Linked DNA regions of Drosophila melanogaster: region 1 is linked to region 2. The links are chromatin contacts, called in public Hi-C maps. All regions are on one chromosome and are shown on one strand. The core of a region is the stretch at or near the end of the contact, and the rest is flanking DNA. Distances in the headings are between cores, read along the strand shown.

Region 1 (5,115 bases), core at 2,049-4,548, 56 kb after region 2:
AACGCCAGCCCAGCGTACGGCAACCGTGGAGGTTATGGTGGTGGCTACGGTGGTGGCTACGGTCCTGTTCAGCGCGTCGTCTACGAGGAGGTGCCCGCCTACGGACCATCCCGTGGCTACAACAGCTATCCCCGCAGCCTGCGATCGGAGGGTAATGGAGGAAGTGCCGCTGCCGCTGCCGCCGCTTCCGCCGCTGCCGTGAATCCCGGAACCTACAAGCAGTACGCCATTCCCTCCTACGAGTTGGATGGCGCTCGCGGCTACGAGATCGGACACGGCTACGGCCAACGTGCTTACTAATTCTCGCTTCATCGGCAGTGAATTGAACTATCGACTCCTTGCTAAAATCCTCGAGTGGCTGTCATGGCGAAACTCTGAGAATCAGTGAATAAAAGCAGCTTGAACGCAATGGAAAATACCGAAAAGAAATACGTATTGTGTGTTTTGCATTGTGACATACTTTTCAGCGCATTCGGGTTAAGATTTAGCGGTGGGTCATTATTATTATTCCACACACAAGATGGGTTTCAAAGTGGGGCAGCTAGAATATTCACTGCGGCAGATTGTACAATACTATATAGAAGTACTATTGCACTTTAAGCTACAAAGTCGACAGGTTAAGCTTCAGTGACTCAAGAATTTAGTCACCTATGAAACCCTTAGTTTCACTAATAGATTCTTAGACGAACATCTTAAATTGTATAATCAAACAAAGGGCTATATATATTACAATAACATATTTGCCAATGTGCATAAAGGCATAGACTCTGAAGTTATGTTTTATCGTTAAAATTTGGTTTGTTCTGTTTACTTGAAGGTATAGATAATATTATAAAATCCATATCCAATAACCATTGGTCAGTCGTTGGCCCGTTATCCCATTAACCCGCTTGCGTTCCCGCACGCACCCAAATGCAACCATTGATTTTGGGCCTCAGTTGGGAGCATCTGCATCTGCCACCCCCAACGAAGGTCAACCGGCGAATGGAGGCGATACGATACGCTGCGGTGAGCAACCTGCTCGAGCCGAAACGAGCTCAACGTGGAGCCCCGATATCTGGCTAGGAAAAGCTAGAAATCCACAGAAAGTTCCCCAACAAACTGGCCGAGAAGAGACGACGAAGCCAGCTCTTGAGCCGTGATAAATTTCTGGGCGAGATCACGTTTCGAGTGCAACAATAAATTTGCTTATATAAAGAAGTGTGCTTGGCCATTTAATATGTTAATTCAGCCAACTGTGCCAAAACCCATACATCATAGCCATGAACAAGTTCGCTGTAAGTGTCCCTGAGAACCGCTTCCGTATTCCCTGCCGCTCTTTCATTTTCCGGACTTATGCTAACTGAAAGTTTTCCTGATTTTCCAGACTCTGGCAGTCATCTTCTGCGCCTGCATCGTGGGCAGCTGCTACGCCAACTACGGTGGCCAGCAGAGCTACGGACAGCGATCTTACGGTCAGGATAGCTCCGCCGCCTCCGCCGCCAGCTCAGCAGCTGCTGCTGGAGCCGAGGGTCAGCAGCGTTATGAGCGCCCCGTGGAGATCATCGCCGGCGGTTACCGCGGCAGCTATGCCCCCGAGATCCTGCGTCCCATCCAGGTCAGCGGTGGATATGGCGGTGAGCGACGTGGCTACAACGGTGGCAACTACCGTCGTGCCGGCTACGGACCCCGTTGGACTGTCCAGCCCGCCGGTGCCACCCTCCTGTACCCCGGCCAGAACAACTACAAGGCTTACGTCTCGCCCCCGGAGTACAGCAAGGTGATCCTGCCCATCCGCCCTGCTGCTCCAGTGGCCAAGCTTTTCGTCCCAGAGAACCAGTATGGCAACCAGTACGTTAGCCAGTACTCTGCACCCCGCAGCAGCGGCTACTAAGCGCATACTTGATTATCCCCAGCCAACCTGGCGGATACTTGATCTCAGCCTGATCGTGTACATAATAAACAACAAGAAAAAATCATAATCATATTTGGAATATATATTTTTCGGGGCTTTTAGGTATTTTTTTGTATATCTATGAGAAAACAAATTTTCGGGTCTTTCGAGCTCAAATGCAGCTGCAGCAGCTGTTCAGAGCGGGTGGAGCATTGTTCATTTGATTGCAGTCGCCACCGGGAATGTCTTTGAGTGGCTCGGCGGAAACGTGCTCCGGATTTGCTTGCTCCGGTTCGCTCGCAAATCACTCAGCAAGCCATAAACAGTCAATTATTTATTGTGTCAGTCAGTCAATAATCTTGAGGCCAGAAAGCGCCACAGTTCGCCGTGTTTGCCGATTGCCGCGCTCATTTTCATATTTTCTGTATTCTGGCTGGTAAGCAATCGCATCTGCTGACTTGTTTGGGGCCAAACTCTTGGCCAAGAGCTTCAATGTTGCTGGCCATCGCTTGACATTCGAGTCGAGCGGTGAATCACGGCAAGAATTCTGGCATCGAGTGCGGCACAATTCTTGGGAAAACTTGTCGTTGAAATTAAAACCATGTGTGTAGAGGTTTTGTCTGTTTGAATAATTTTAATTTTTCGTAAAAGTGAATTTATGTTTTGTGTTAAGCCGAAATATAAATAAAGTTTAATATTATTACTAACTAACCGTACGACGTTTTTCAGTAAAACAGCTTAAAATTTGGTATTTAGCAACATTGTAATATTACATTAAAATAAATATAAGAATGAAATTCTAATAAAAAGGCATAACTTAAATGCCAATCTATTTGAAACATAACTTAGAATATTGACGTAATAATCCACTTTGTTGCTATGCACATTTTTGTCCATTTTTAAATAAATTCATAGAACTGAGTTTACGATCCACAAACTTTTCAAAAACATTGTTCAGCTTTAAAACTAGAGTTTGCCCGACGTCCAAAGACTTTCGTACGTCGCTGGTTCCGGTTAGTGTTCATTGATCGGTGGCTTAACCCCAGTTGGCCCGATTTCCGATGCGTGCATGGGCCGGATCGCCGTGGAGTACGGCCAAAGCCCCGATACCGCACACACCAGAAGCGAACAGAGCGTGCCGAGCAGGGGGAAGTCGCTATCAATGGAGCAGCTTCTCGGGGTTCCCGGGGTTGTGGCAGTGCCGCAATTTGGCGCGCAATTTCAATGAGCATAGAAATTGGAGACGATCCCGTGGCCTTATCGCCCTGGGCCGGAGGGGACGGAGGGGGCTGGAGATGCTGCCAGTGGCGGCCCCCCGAAAGTGACTGGTCATCGAGGTGGTTTGGTCACGTCTGGTGAGCTCACAAATCGCGGAGCAGCTCAAATGGTGTTGCTATAAAAGCAATTTGGACACACGCTCTGGTTAATTAGTTTTCGAAACAGTCCGTTCCTCGCACCACCACCAAAAAAAAATGTCCGCCACCCTACGTCTTCTCTGCCTGATGGCCTGCTGCGTCGCCCTGGCTGTGGCCAATCGCCCCAACTACGGCGGATCCGGATACGGAGCCAGCTACGGCGATGTGGTTAAGGCCGCTGAGACCGCCGAGGCTCAGGCTTCTGCCCTGACCAACGCTGCCGGAGCAGCTGCCTCCGCCGCCAAGCTGGACGGTGCTGACTGGAATTCCCTCAACCGTTATGGATGGGAGCAGGGTCGCCCACTTTTGGCCAAGCCCTACGGCCCTCTGGACCCGCTATACGCTGCTGCTCTGCCACCACGCTCCTTCGTGGCTGAGGTCGATCCAGGTGGGTTCCTAAACTAAGCTACAACATGGAGTTCTTAACTGGATAATATTGTTTATCCTATGATTTTGGATTGACTTCATAGCACCGCTTTGCCACCCAGACTTACCTTCTTTTGTATCTTCTCTACCTTTCAGTCTTCAAGAAGAGCCAATACGGCGGATCTTACGGCGAGAATGCGTACCTGAAGACCGACGCCAAACTGGGTGTTGTGGCCATCTAAGAGCTTGGATTGTATAGCTCCAAAAGTGTTAATAAATAGTGATAGCTTAAAGCAATATAAATCAATGGAAATTCATTTATTGGGCTGGGAAACCAAACTTGAGCGAATCTTTATTTGCAAATGAGAATGTTTGTTTACTCCGACAACTTCTGCCTATTTTTGAATGCCATGAAACTTTAGATGGCTAAAAAAAAAACTTCAAAAACTTTGAGTTGGCTATGCCAAACTTCATTACTTGAAGTCCACTAAGGTTCGCAGCTACACCATTTCTTGAAATCTTGAAGACCCCCCCATTAGTAAAACCGAATTTCACTTACAATTTCTTATTGTTATTATTATGAATAGAATTTCGTTTTTATTGCAAGATACAAAGTAAAAAATGTGAAAATTGCTCAGTTTTGTTGATGCTGATTTAATGTAAAATTCAAATTCGTTACGAGCACACAGAAATTTACCTACTAAACATAAAGTGAACTAAAAACAAATAGTAGAAGCGGTTGTAACTCGGTTAACTCGATGCTGCGGTGGCGTGCTTAGTGGGATATTTCGGTGACGATTATCATTTCCATTTCAAGTTATTAAGTTTTAGTGCTTTTCGTTCAAATGGGCTCCATTTCCATTAAACGTTATTGTTCAGCCAACTCGGTTGATCTCTCTCATCTCTCTACGTACAAGTATTATATATCGTATGTGGTATATGGTATATGGTATATATCATATCTCTAGCGCTAGCAAAACTCTGCCAAGTTTTCGTTGGTTTGTTTTTATTTTGTTTTTAGGTTTTTCAGGTTCATTATTTTAATTAAATTACATGAACTTCAAAATAGTATTATTATTATATAGATAGGATGTGTAGTGTTATGTATTTATAGTGTGTAGCCTATACGAGCCCCCGCCGAAGTCCACTGGGTTCTAATCGCTGCCGCGGCGTTTTGGGGGTTTGACAAAAAAATTTAAATTATAAAAACTTTCTCACGCAATTCTCGTTCTCGTCCTGCACTCTGAACTCTGCCCTCCGCCAGATGGTCTTCTTCATGGGTTCGGGATTGGTTGTGTTCGGTTCTTCGGTTAGCGTTTGATAATGAAATGATCTCGGTGCGGAGCGTGGGGCTCTATTCGGTGATCGTCCTTGTGGTCTCCTGGATGTACACCTGGGATCCGGGCACCGTCGAGGTGGTGACGAATGTGCGGTGCTTGGCGCGGATGATGTTCAGGCTGG
Region 2 (4,915 bases), core at 2,031-4,530:
AGTAATAAAATACTTTGCACAATGTGGGGAACAAATGCGATTGCTAACTCCCACTCACTCTGATCCACCCACTCAGGTTTGCCAAAATTTACAGCGCCATTAGTTGCGAAAACAACAGCATCATACTCAGAGAAAATTAAGATCATTTCAGGCCCAATTTTAATGTTTTATTTAAGGGTCATTAGTATGTGAAAATTGTATTGTATATATTGTAGAATGATAATATAATCAGAAGCATTATATCACTGTTTTGTATTCATCAACCAAATTTATGCTGAAATCTTTAGAAAATTGTATGTAAAATTTTTGGGCAGTGCATTTGCAAACAGCGGATAGCTCAAATGTGGCGCGCGTTTTTAACAGCGTTGGCGATTTTTATGGCGTTTTAATCGCGAGAGTGGCGCGCGCGGCTAGAAATTTATTTTCGCCGCGGCCATGGAGCGTCCGCATGTTCTCTCTTTCTCTCCCTGTTTGCCCCACTCTCGGGCTTAACAGTTGCTCCCCTACCCCCACCAAGTACTGTTATTTTCAGTTACATGCTGCTGTTGCCGACCTACTAAGTTAAAAGCGGCGCGTGGGGGTTTCTGTCGCTGTTAAACTCGCAACGTTGCTGTTAAAAGAGCCCTACGATCAACAGTATACATAGTATAGTATATATAGTATAGTTTATGGATACTATATATAAATAATATCAACATAGTTAGTATCTAAGATAAGATTTTCTGTATATTTTAAACTTAATAGTCAAAACTATATGGTATTTTGAGTCTAGTGAATAACCATTTTGAATGATAATGGCACACAAATTGAATTCATTGATCTTATAAAATACAAGCAAATAATAATACCTATAATATTATACATATGCTATAATGTTATTATCAACGCCTTTACGATTATTAAATAGTTAACCAACATGGTCCAAAATGATTCGAAATACCTTCAAGGGGTTCTTTATCGTACCACCAACGTGTTTGTTTTGTTTTCAGTGATCAGGGCTCCCGGGGCTTATGGGGAATCTGGGGGATCTGGCGCTGTCTAATTTTAGACGCAATTAGCAATGCGCACATTTTTGTGTGCTTGCGCCTTTTCGACTATAAATTTTTGCCACAGTTTATTTTAGAAGCTGCATGTGATCGGGTCCGCCAACAACAACAATGGGGCGTCAAATTGGGCGTTCAACGCACAAACAACTGCGAGTGTATCTGTATCTGTGACTGTATCTTTAGCGTTGTATCCGTGAGATACATCCACACCTTTGGCTGTTTTTGGCCAGCTAGCATGATGTAAAACGCCGCCAACGTTTTCCGACCTCTCGTTTTTTTTTCTTTTTTGTTTATTTTCTTTTTTGCTTTTCGTTGCAATTAAATTGGCATGCACAAGTGCCGCCTCTGCCGCCGACAACGCCTCTGCCGACGCTGACCGCGGGCGGGCCGCCTTTTGATCGGCTGCCAAATTGTAATTGGAACGCGAAGGTGTTGTCGACGTCCGCCACTACCGTCTATATATATATGTATCCATATTGTTGGGGCATGTGTTCTCGGCATAACAACCTTCTCTGGCGACCACAAAACGCACAACACTTTAGACAACCGTCAAAAATGTCAGAAATTCCCCAAACTTTTTGAGTATTTTCACGAATCGATAGATATGCATATTTGTAAGACGTGATTGTTGATTAAGTTCAATTTCATTTAATTATTAAGCAGAAATTAAGTGTAGTAAAATCAAATTAACTTCTAAACGTTTTTTTACTCATCTTCATTAGAGTCAACTTTATTAGTTTCTATAAAAACACTGCCAGGTGGTTTCGCTATAAAAAAAATATTGTAAACACCCGTTTTTAGCCAACTTGAATGTTTAAAGCCTGACTGACTCATTCCAATGTAACTTTGTTGACGATTCGTGGTTTTGGTATAACTTCACTAATCAGTGGTCAGAGTCCAAGTCAGGCTTTAAAAATATTTCCCAAGAACAAACGTCAAAGATAACGTAATTTCCTTTTATAGATCGTGTAACCTAAATATGTGTCATCTACCTTTACTGAGCTCAGCCTGGTTAAACTAATTACATGGTTATTACCATTTCTTAAAACTTAACCCATATTTTGTAAATAATAGATGGCTTAAGCAGTTATTTAAAATATCACTTTCGGTTGTAACGAAATGTGTGTGACGCACTTTGGCTTTTTACTACCAAATAAACAATATAATTTAAGCTTCATTTTCACTGTAATATTCCCAGTTTTCACTGCAATGCCCCTCTTCTCATTCTGCTAATGAATGGTTAGTTTTCTGATGCCCGACTATTCCGCGTGTCGCGTAATTATAGTCAACCTTCGATAAATCATTACTCCAAAACAAAACAACAAATAATATATGAAAAACGTGAAAATCCAACGCTGCACGTAGAAGCCATCAAGCTGAATCTAAGCGTCCGGCGGAGCACGTGTGATCCACGCAGCCTTGTCCACAGCGATTTCCATTTCATTTAGCCCGTTGGCGGCTATCGATCAAAAGCCAAAAGGGCGACCTTCACTTAATTGAGGCGTACGGCATGCTGAATGAGTCGGTTGTACAGACTGGTCTGGAAAATGCTAGGGGGATAACTATAGCCACCACCCACTGCCCGATCGCCCAACCACCCAACCACCCAACCACCCACTTCCGCCTAGCGTGCGCACAACCTTGTGATCTTGTTTACTGTTTAGCGACCCCCGAGCCGCAGATACACAGTACACAGCACAAAAAACCGAACCTGTCGCACTGGGGTGGCGTCATATAGCCAGCTATTTTCACCTTCTATGGGACGTCGTCGCGTTGGCCGCATGAATCAGCAAACCACGAACGGCGAGCCACCAGAAACCACCGCAGAAGCAGCAACAACACCAACACCACCGCGACCATCACCAACAGCACAGCCAGAAACACAGCCTCTTGTGAATCCCTCAGTTAGCAGAGCCCAGCAGAGTCAAGCCAAACCGATCGCTGATCGACCGACCGACCGACGATCACCAATGGGGGTTTCGCAGTGTGATTTCCAAAAAGGAAGAAATGCCCATTCCCGCGAGCCACGGGGGCGTATGAGTAACGCGGTGTGTACTTTAGGTACCGCTCACAAGCGTGAGCACGCACACACACACACACACACTGAAGCGAGCAGGTAGCGCATAATGTATACCCCTAGGTAGCCGCAATGCCAGTGCAATTGTATTGGTGCGGTCGTGTGGCTCGCGCTCGCGTCTCGCAGCGGCGATTTAGCCTACGAACCTGTCGATCAATCGTCAGTCTTCCGCCGAGAGCCCAGCGATAAGGTAGTCCCGCTACGCTCCGCAACATCCAGACGCAGTAAAGCAAATACTTATATATATATATACATACATATATATAGCGCAACCATCCGAAAGCCGAACGATCGATCTTCTGCTTCGTGCCGAGTCGTTTCGGTCTTTTAATCGCACTGCAGCCAGAACCTGCTGCTCATTCGCCTGCCGTATTTCGTAGCGTGCGGTTCTATCGCTCCGCTTTGATAAACCGAATCGAAATCTAGAGAACCCCCCCAGACACAATACCATTTTACGTGCTTCTCTGCGACGCTGCGCGAAAGTGAAACCACCAAGTGAACTTGAAAAAAAAAAAAACTGACAACTTGAGTTATTCTAAAAAAAGCAAAAAAGCAGTGAACTTATATTGCAAAGAGCAGCAAATTCAGATTTGCTGCCAAGTGAAAACCAAACTGTGCCTCAAACTCAACAAACAATATCTGACCGAAATGGTTACCGGCGTAACAGCAGCCAACATGACCAACGTTCTGGGCACCGCCGTTGTGCCGGCCCAGCTCAAGGAGACGCCGCTCAAAAGTGACCGTCGGGTAAGTTTCTTTCGAGAAAAATAAGACTCGAAAAAAAAAATCCAAAGCCAAAAACAAAAAACCCCGTCAATGGATTAAATCAGAACCTCTAGTTCCCCGAAATCTGTGGATTAACTGAAGCGAACCAAACCGAGAATTCCCCTAATTGAGAGCCACCCACTTCGAGCTCAAGTTGATTTCCATTCGCGACTGTGGGCGACTGGCCCCATCAATCCCGCTGCCCAAATGCATTTCCTTTTTAGCCATCTCCCACATGGCTGGCTGGGAATAAAAATACGAAAAAAGAAAAACACTCTGAGCCAGACCAAAAAAAGGCCGCAACTGCCGTCGGCGCGCCAACACAAAGCGAATTTATCTCGCGTCGCGTTGGTGGCATTTACTATATGGCATATGGCATACTACTCCGACTACACACACGCTCCATCCATTCATGAGTGCCGCCCAAAATTGGCTGGCGTAGCTGCCCACCAGCTCCCCAGATTCGGACTCGGATTCGGATTTGGCTGCCACTTGGCGCGTGCGTCGCGTGGTGGCTGCAATTGTCGGTCATCAGCCGCCGTTTTTGGCCATTCGAACGGCACCGGTTCAATGAGTTGGCCAGAAAAAAAAAAACTGACTTCATGCGAGTCCAAATTTGGCAACTTGTGCTCCCTAGATAATAATGTACCTAGTTATGGCATCTTCGAATTTCCCGCTCTGACCTTGTCACATTCTCTTTATTTTTGCTCATACCTGGTTGGTTTATTTATAGCCACTGCCTGTAATTTATAACCGCCAAACTATTTTTAAATAAATGCCTCGGCCGAGTGGCGCTATAAATAGAGCACGCGCCGTGCGACTAAATTTGGCCGCCAGCCAGTCAATCCGCTCCCCAACCTACGCCGCCTCCTCCTTGATCTCCTCCAATCCAATTGAAGACCCATGCAGCTTCCTCTATTTTTGGGTCGTTGCATGAGGTCAAATTAGCCGTGCAAAAGCCGTGACTAATCGATGTTTTTTTTTTCCATTTCTTGCCTCTTGCAGTCGAACAAGCCCATCATGGAGA

What was found. Hi-C and Micro-C count contacts between places; a contact is called where the count stands out from the background.
Region 1: a contact with region 2 is called in a Hi-C map of the Kc167 cell line, with 1.7 times the contacts expected there. A contact is called at or near these places in 13 of 107 Hi-C or Micro-C datasets (the Kc167 cell line, the S2 cell line, cellular blastoderm embryo and 3 more) and 1 of 7 datasets of targeted methods (the Kc167 cell line).

What each region holds. Positions count from the first base shown.
Region 1 is chr3L:8,728,646-8,733,760 of dm6, forward strand. Cp16 (Chorion protein 16) reads left to right here and starts at 3,299. Exons shown (of 2, transcript NM_079257.3): 1 at 3,299-3,676; 2 at 3,811-3,954. The coding sequence starts at 3,346. The coding sequence ends at 3,896. It overlaps Prm (Paramyosin), which reads right to left. Exons shown (of 9, transcript NM_079258.3): 9 at 4,213-5,115. The coding sequence ends at 5,009. Cp15 (Chorion protein 15) reads left to right here. Exons shown (of 2, transcript NM_079255.2): 2 at 1-421. The coding sequence ends at 300. It overlaps Cp19 (Chorion protein 19), which reads left to right and starts at 1,220. Exons shown (of 2, transcript NM_079256.4): 1 at 1,220-1,277; 2 at 1,367-1,959. The coding sequence starts at 1,263. The coding sequence ends at 1,873.
Region 2 is chr3L:8,672,479-8,677,393 of dm6, forward strand. It overlaps hry (hairy), which reads left to right and starts at 3,281. Exons shown (of 3, transcript NM_001014577.2): 1 at 3,281-3,870; 2 at 4,894-4,915. The coding sequence starts at 3,772.